Regions from separate parts of the Mus musculus genome. Here all the other regions are linked to region 1. The links are chromatin contacts, called in public Hi-C and Micro-C maps. All regions are on one chromosome and are shown on one strand. The core of a region is the stretch at or near the end of the contact, and the rest is flanking DNA. Distances in the headings are between cores, read along the strand shown. Region 1 has its middle 39 kb from the start of Gm33476. Region 2 has its middle 26 kb from the start of Fam126a. Region 3 has its middle 22 kb from the start of Klhl7.

The links. A called contact is a pair of places that touch in the nucleus more often than the background predicts.
Region 2: a Micro-C map of the HL-1 cell line shows a contact between it and region 1, with 8 times the contacts expected there. The contact joins two enhancer-like sites. A contact is called at or near these places in 10 of 484 Hi-C or Micro-C datasets (the HL-1 cell line and embryonic stem cells), 4 of 115 datasets of contacts at active chromatin or transcription factors (all in embryonic stem cells) and 1 of 9 other capture datasets (embryonic stem cells).
Region 3: a contact with region 1 is called in a Hi-C map of the N1E-115 cell line, with 5 times the contacts expected there. The contact joins two enhancer-like sites. A contact is called at or near these places in 1 of 15 datasets of contacts at CTCF or cohesin (pro-B cells), 6 of 484 Hi-C or Micro-C datasets (the N1E-115 cell line and embryonic stem cells), 4 of 115 datasets of contacts at active chromatin or transcription factors (all in embryonic stem cells) and 1 of 9 other capture datasets (embryonic stem cells).

The regions. Positions count from the first base shown.
Region 1 is chr5:24,261,011-24,263,579 of GRCm38.p6, reverse strand. No RefSeq gene overlaps it. Among named protein-coding and RNA genes, the nearest start is that of Gm33476, 39 kb to the left of the region's middle. Within about 2 kb of position 1,294, at least 41 of the 459 cell types and tissues checked have an H3K27ac peak or open chromatin away from gene starts, as enhancers often do. A contact at or near this core is called in the HL-1 cell line and the N1E-115 cell line, where this site is marked.
Region 2 is chr5:24,055,548-24,058,116 of GRCm38.p6, reverse strand. No RefSeq gene overlaps it. Among named protein-coding and RNA genes, the nearest start is that of Fam126a, 26 kb to the right of the region's middle. Within about 2 kb of position 1,271, at least 10 of the 459 cell types and tissues checked have an H3K27ac peak or open chromatin away from gene starts, as enhancers often do. A contact at or near this core is called in the HL-1 cell line, where this site is marked.
Region 3 is chr5:24,077,699-24,080,267 of GRCm38.p6, reverse strand. No RefSeq gene overlaps it. Among named protein-coding and RNA genes, the nearest start is that of Klhl7, 22 kb to the left of the region's middle. Within about 2 kb of position 1,282, at least 63 of the 459 cell types and tissues checked have an H3K27ac peak or open chromatin away from gene starts, as enhancers often do. A contact at or near this core is called in the N1E-115 cell line, where this site is marked.

The DNA of each region.
Region 1 (2,569 bases), core at 45-2,544:
TGACACCCAGTTTTACAATGCTTCATATGTAGCTCTAGGTCTCTGCCCGGTCTTCCTTTCTTACATTTGCCAATGCCCCGGGACCAACACTGCCCTTAGGCTCTGTCGTCTACTTGAGTTCTTCCAGGGCATCATGGGACCTGGGACTGCATGGTGCCCAAGCACCTTGACACCTGCCTCCTGCCATCCACTCTGCAGCCCCTAACCTCACAGCCTCTACCCCTGCCAGGCCACTAATATGATCTAACACATTAGAATTATTATACTAGATTCCTGTGGCCATTATTGCAAGGTGCCCAAACTGGGTACCTTGTAATAACAGGAATTTCTTGCCAGAGCTTTGAGGGGAAGACTCGTCCTTGTGCTGAAATATTCCTTTGTCCCCATTCTTGCTTTCATTTTTTTTTCTTTTTAGATAGGAGCTCAGTAGATAGCCTGTGTTGGGCTTAAACTCCTGCCTTAGTCTGAGTGTTGGGATCACAGGGCATGTGCCAGCACACTTGGCTGTCTCTATCTTTAAACAATTATTTTTATATGTATTTGACTTGCATGTGTGTTACCTGCATGTATGGGTGTACACATACATGTGCCTGGTGCCGTGGGAGGTCACAAGAGTGGGTACTGTGTCCCCTGGAACTTGAGTTACTTGAGGCATTCTTGAGCCTTGTGGGTGCTAGGAACGGAACCTGTGTCCTTCTGCAAGAGCAGCAAGTGCTCTTAACTACCTAGCCATCTCATTACCCCATCTTTATGTAGACTTCTTTTGTATACGTGTCTCTGTGTCCTGTTGGAAGAAAAGAGGGAAAAGAGGGAGGAAGGGAGGGGGAAAGGGATAACAGATGAGGAAGGAGAAGAGATCTGAGGGAGGAGTTGCTGCAGTCGTGGGTGGCCCCCAGGAGGCCTGGCAGGCCAGGCCACTGTAGGAGCAATTTATAGCCAAGAAGTAATTGAACAGATTCATATTTGACCACAAGCCCAGACAGAGTCCCGGATTCTTGCTGCTTGAGAAGCTCATTAAAAAAGAGGAATGAGAATAAGGCAGCAGACCGGGGGACGGGGCTTTATCCAGAGCAGGGGACTTTTCTAAAGCCCAACGTCGAGGGAGTCCAGCATTTCACCCTGTGAACTGCAGTAAGTGAGCTTCTGGGCTGTTTCCAGACGTGCCCACCGGGTAGAGACTCCGCCCACCTCCTCCCCCTGTCAGCCGCAGAATCTGTCTTATCCTGTCTCAGGTTTGACTCACTTATCTTGACTGTGAAACCATTTAGAGGAGCCAATCCCAGCCTCCTGTTTGAACCAGAGACCCACCCCCCTGCCGCTGCCCAGTGAGTCCCCACGCCCACCCAGACCCTCCCACAGAGCGTTAAGTAGCTGTAATTGGTGGCCATTGCTGGATGTTTGAATCACTTATACTAATTAGCCCTGGGGATTCTATCCTCATCAATGGGGTGAGAAGGACGCTGTCTGGACATCCCACATTCTGAGCAGGACACAAGGGAGCAGTTCCAGCGTTCGGGTTTTGTTATGAGGTAGCCTGGGATCACTGCCCCCCTCCAATCTCTTGGAGCAGGAAGAGAGTTCACCGATGTGAGGGAAGAGGTCACTGCATGTCCTAATTCCTCTCTCCATGGCTAGGCGTGGAGGGTTCTCTCGGCAATGACCCTGCTAGAGTACGGATGAGGAAGGTCCTAAACCCTGGAACTTGCAGGGTCATGAAGCCTACCTGGTCTTGAGAATTGGAGACTGTCTTGTCAGAAAATTGAATCAACTGGAGATGGAAGGCTGGGAGGTGAGCTTAGCTCTGCTCCTTTTCAATGGGAAGGCTGGTCCCTGTCCAATGATGGGAGACTCGAGGGGACGGTCTGTCCTGTACGTCTTGCACACACCTACTATGGATTCGATTGTGTCTGTAAGCCCATGCTTCCTACCTGCCTACCTTCTATGCCCCCTCCCCCACCACGTAGGCTAGTTTGAGATGTTTCTAACAAGGAAGAGATAAAAGGAAAAGAACCTATAGACTTTAAAAATCTCATGAACTCAAATCAGTGCTTTTCCTTGTTATCAAGACACATATTTGCATTTTCCTGTTCTTTTGACTCATAATTGAGCCAGGGCCGGAGTGGGGTGCTCCTAGCAGAAGAGAACCTCTAGAAGAGACACAGAGTGCAGGAAGGCCAGCAGGAAACTGTCTGCGTTTTAACCCTGGATTCTCCCCGTGTCCTGTCTGGGCCTTAAGTTGGAAGCTTTGGTTGTGGTAGGAGCTGCAGAAGTTGGGCTCACAGGCTCCATCTACTGTCCAGTTGGCATTGGTGCAGGGAAGGCATGCTGAGAAGTGAAAGCAGAGCGTGGTCCAGTGGTCCAGGGTGAGGATGTGAGCAGCCTGAGCTCACTTTCTTCCTAAGAAACAACACAGATCCCTGCATTTGCGTATAATGGCATGTGGAGACGCAGGTCATGCTTTTCTGGTAAAAACTGTCGGGAGTGGGGTTGGGGAGGGCTGGAGAGATGGCTCAGCAGTTAAGAACACTGACTGCTCTACCAGAGATCCTGAGTTCAATTCCCAGCAACC
Region 2 (2,569 bases), core at 22-2,521, 210 kb after region 1:
ATCCCCAGTGCTACAGTGGTTTCCTGGGGAATGAGACAGATGCAGAGTCGTTTAGTTTGGTGTGAATAATTGTCTTGCTGCCTAGGCAGAAAAATTCTAACCTCAGGCTCTGAGTACAAGGATAGGTACCACTTCTTTTTCTAAGTTTATTTTTCTCTGCTTTGAGAATCTCATTGCAATCTTAAACTAAGGTGCCCACATTTATTCAACAAGTCCATTTCTAGGGTTCGAGAGCTAGCTCAAAGGTTGAGAGCACTAATTGATTCCCAGCACCCATATGATGATGGCTTACAACAGTCTCTAGCTCCAGTTCCAGGGGATCTGGCACCATCTTCTGGCCTCCTTGGGAACTTCATGCACATGCAGGCAAAACACCCATACACATAAAATAAAAATAAATACATTTAAAGAAGCACACATCTTCAATAACTTCTACAGTTGTGACAGCAGTTACTAAATGCCTGTGTTAAACCAGAACGTTTTAAGGAGAAAGACCAATTCCCCGAATATCTAATTAGAGCAAGCTGTATTTTAGAGGTACATCTGGGGCTGGCTGTCTTACCTTAAGTTGGGATTTTTTGAGAGCAGCCCTAGATGTAAGGAAAACATTAATTTTATATAGCTCAGGGGTAGGAACTTTCCAAATGGAATAGTTGTCCGGCAAAATAGGTGGGGTTACAGGAACAGAACATAAGTATTTCATGTTAGTTAGATATAACAAACAAACTAACTCCTGAAACAAAGACATGGTTGCCGTTCCAGACCCATTGTAGTTAGGTTACAAATGGGGCATAGCTCAGTTCTTGAGAAATAGAGGATTAATCATAAACAGGCCTAGACCTTCTTTGTCTTTACTATACAATGGCTTTTAACCTAAGATGGGGGCAGGCTGGTTCCTTGTCTGCTCTGCAGGGGGTTGTGTGTGGTTTCTTCTCATTCCCATGATACCTATGAAGCAGAAGTCAGTATCACTGTTGAGTATGCCCCCTTCTCCCCAGCATAGCTGTAGCCATTTTGTTCCATGCCTGCCAGCTATTTCATATTGCGGCTGCCAGTCATTAACAAAGAAAAATAACATGACTAAGAGCAGACTCATGCAGATCACATATCCTGTTAAGTTCTGCATGGTCTGAGGTTTGTTAATCTTAAGAAATCTGACCAGGCTTTATGTGAGGCCCATCAAATTTAAGGTCAATATGGACTGTTTTGTCTAAAATGGCTTGAGTCAGAGCCGACCACCAGGCAGCACTTCCTGCCCCTGCATTTGAGCTCACTGTGATTTTTATGTTTTTTTTTTTCCTTTATAAGCTGACAGAAAAAGATGTTCAATGTTGTGGCTCAGCCTCTGTGTGAGCTATGGTCCTGATCAATGAGTCTTAGGGTGAGCATTCAATAAACCATCCCTGTCTGACTGAGATGGGTGTTCATGTGGTTTGTGGGGTGATTCTTGGACCCCCAACAATCACTACTTTACTAATCTTTCCTCAGGCAGGACTTTTATTAACTAGTTTGTGAAAAGAACAAGTTTTGTAATTGTTTTACTTGACTCCAAAGCCTTTGAAATTTTCATTCATCACTCTGGCTAAAGACATACCTAGAAAAATAAATAGAAATTACTGGAAAATTTAAATATAAACAAAAGGGAAAGCAATGTGATGTAATGAAGCCTATATATCCCTCATTTATCTTCAATGACTAATTCATTCAATCTTATTCCCTTTTTACTGGCTTACTATTTCTTTAACATCTCCTCCTTCTACTCATCTATTTTGCAGTAGAAATAGATATGATGTTACTTCATTTGAAAAAAATATGTACTTTCAAAAGGTAAATGTTCTAGACAAACAAAAATATTTGTCATAGTTGGCATCCTAGTTTCATTTACTTTATTGTTATAAAATACTCTGATCAAAAGAAGGCCACAAGTGATGGCTTATCTGTTTAGAGTACTTGCTGTTTCTCTGAAGGGCTTGGATTCAATTCCTAGCATCCACATAGTGGCTTACAACCAATCATAACTTCAGTATCAGAGATCCTAACACCCTCCCTGACCTTCTAGGTTACTAGGCATGAACTCGGTGTATATACATACACACAGGCAAAACACTCATGCATATGCAGTTCAGAACCCCTTGCCTAGGTGCCCCCTACAGTGGGCTGAGGTTTCCATATCAATTAACTTTGTTGAGACAGTCCCCCATAGACATGCCCACAGGCCAACTCAGTGTAGACAATCCCTCACTGAGACTCTCTTCCCAGCTGATTTCTGAATTATATCAAATTGAAAACTAAAGCTAGCCATCACAGCTGGGTATTAAAGTGTTTCTCCAGTGCCATTTAAACCTTGTTTCCCTTGCAGCAGAGTTTGGAAGTGGGCTTTTGGGAAATGACTGGCTAATGGAGGGTCTGACTTCATTATCGGCAAATTCACAATTTGATGGGAAGTGATAGAAATTAGGTAGAACCTTGTTGGACATAGGATGTTATTTAACGGTATGTCTTTAAAATATGTACTTTTACTGGTCCCTTCCTGTCTGTCTCTTTTCTGCTTTCTGGCTGTCCTGGGGAG
Region 3 (2,569 bases), core at 33-2,532, 180 kb after region 1:
TTGCTCACAAACAAGGCACACCTTTAATTCCAGCCCTCAACATAGCACTTGGGAGGCAGAGGCAAGAGATCTCGAATTTGGGGGCAGCCTAGCTACAGAGAAAGTTCAGGATGGCCAGAGCTACACAGAAAAACTGCCTTGAAGCAAACGAACACCAAACAAACATGCACCAACTGATCACGACCCCAGAAATGACCTTAGGCTGCTCGGCGTAACGGATTCCAGCACAGAAGTGGTAACATGGATTTTTTTTTTTCTGTCACAGAAGAAATTGTGAGGCATTTGCTTAATGCATTGTTGGGGAGTGCTAGAAAAGGAAGGTTAAGGAAAAGTGGAGAAAACCCAGCTCTGGGTCTTAGATACTGTTTAATAGCATTGCAAATTTTAGGGTTGGTGGAACCCAGTGGTTTGCAAAGAATACATATCTAAGATTTTTACCTAAGAACCAAAGGATGTTAGAGAGGCAACAAAAAATGGACCTAAGACCATTTGTCTCTGGACCATCAACATCCTCATCTTCAGGCCACTCAGCCTTTTGGAAGAACAATTTCCTCTCTTTAGAGACAGCATGAACTCTTTAATGAGAAGCAATGACTAGAGCACACCATTGTTCGAGACTCACTTGACATTGGTGGCTGCTTGCTTCAGACAAGGGAGGAGGAAGCCATTCTTCAAGGCTGAAGTAAAAAATTCTCAGTTATGGGCAGTGGTGTTTGTCTGGACTGAATGTTCCCATGGGCTTGCTGTCTTGTTCAAAGTATTGAAGGAGTGCACATAAACAGAGCAGCAATGGATGGTAAGACAAAGCTGGGGTGGGAAGCCCTCAGCTCCCTGAGCTAGGGCGCCCAAGAACACCTGCTTATTGCTAGGGGTTTCCCTTTGTGAATCCCCAAGAAATGGGAGATGGAGTGTGGGTAGTTTTCCGTTTTGATTGACAGGCATGGGTATATAATCTGTTGTTCACTGTGTAAAGTTCTTTGCCGTGATGCATCTGATTTTAACCATATGCATATGGAGTCCTGCAAAGGCATAAGATAGTAAGTAGATGAATTTCTCTTGATGTTCACTCAGAGGACATGGTTTGCCTTGTGTGTGTGCACCCCAAACCAGTGCAGGCTGGATTGGCACACTGCCCCTCCTTCCTAGATATGTTCCAGGATGCATTTGGCCACAAATGAGGAGATACCAAGAGGTTGCTAGGCAGCTCTAGGAATGACCAGATTGCTTTGTTTGGAGAGCGATGTGCATGCGGCTGGATCCTTGTAAGTACCACTCTCAGGTTGCTAAGTGCTTTGCTAGGAGAGGTGTGTTTGCCTGCGTACCTCAAGCCAAATGGCGTCCCAGTTGCTAAGTTAGCACTGTGCCTGCCTACCTAAGTCTCATAAAGTACATATGAATAGTAAGTATATTTGTATTGATAATCTGGGCATTGTCTGATTATAACATAATAGTTATAGCATACCTACTGTCTGTGCATATGTGTGTACGTTCACATGCATGTGTCTGTGCACATGTAAAAGAGAGCACTATCTTAGGTATTTGCGCCTGTTTGAGAAACAGTCTAGGGATTTTAGAGATCATGTAAGTTCTACACTCAGGCCAGTGACCACCATGAGAGGAATCCCTCTTTGGTGCCCTCTGTCTGTCTTACAGGAGAACTGGGAGGATGCCTGAGCCCTCTAACTCAGATGACTCTGTGTTCATGCTAATCAGAACCTGCAGATCCAAAGATCCAGTACTAGTCATCATTTTTTTTTGTTTTTAATTTAAATTTAATTTTTATTTTTTAGTTCCCTGGGTAGCACGGGATGCAATCTTGTGTCTACAAAAACTGCAGCTAAGGAGAAGGGGAAAAAACAAAACAAAACAAAACAAAAAACAATTTTAGAATCTAGTGATACCTGATTTCCATCAGAAGGAAAAGCTCACAGTGGGAAAATTTTGCCTCTTGCTTTAGAGAAAGCCCTGGGGACTGTAATAACGATTCCAGTGTCCTTAGAGACCACAGACATCTCTGTCACTGCCAAATGGGAAGTTAAAATTAATATTTTATGTATCACATAAAACCAAAAATCTAGTTCAAACCCAGAGGACTAGAGATTATTTGCTTATGGTCTGTACCTTGTTCCCACGCTGTGTCTCATCTGTGTTCTGACCTTTCCCCTTTCTGTTTATACAAAAACATACACAGGAGTAAGGAAACGAATTGGAATTCAAACAAACTGTGTTTATAGTTCTCCCCAAACTCGATCTCTCTCTCTCTCTCTGTTAAGGTGCCTATTTAACTAAAACTATTTGCTAAAACGGACCTGGTCTCTCCAGGTTCTCCCAGCATCCCTCAGTCCCTACCTGTTATAGTCCCTGCCCTCTGTTCTCTCGCGCTCTCCCTCTCCCTCCTTTCTTCCCTCCCTCCTTTCTTTCCTCTCCTCCCTCCCTCCCTCCCTCCCTCCCTCCCTCCCTCCCTCCCTCCCTCCCTCCCTCCCTCCCTCCCTCCCTCCCTCCCTCCCTCCCTTGTCCCCCTCTCTCTTTCCCCTTTCATTTCGCTGGCGGAGAACGCCTTTTGTTTAAA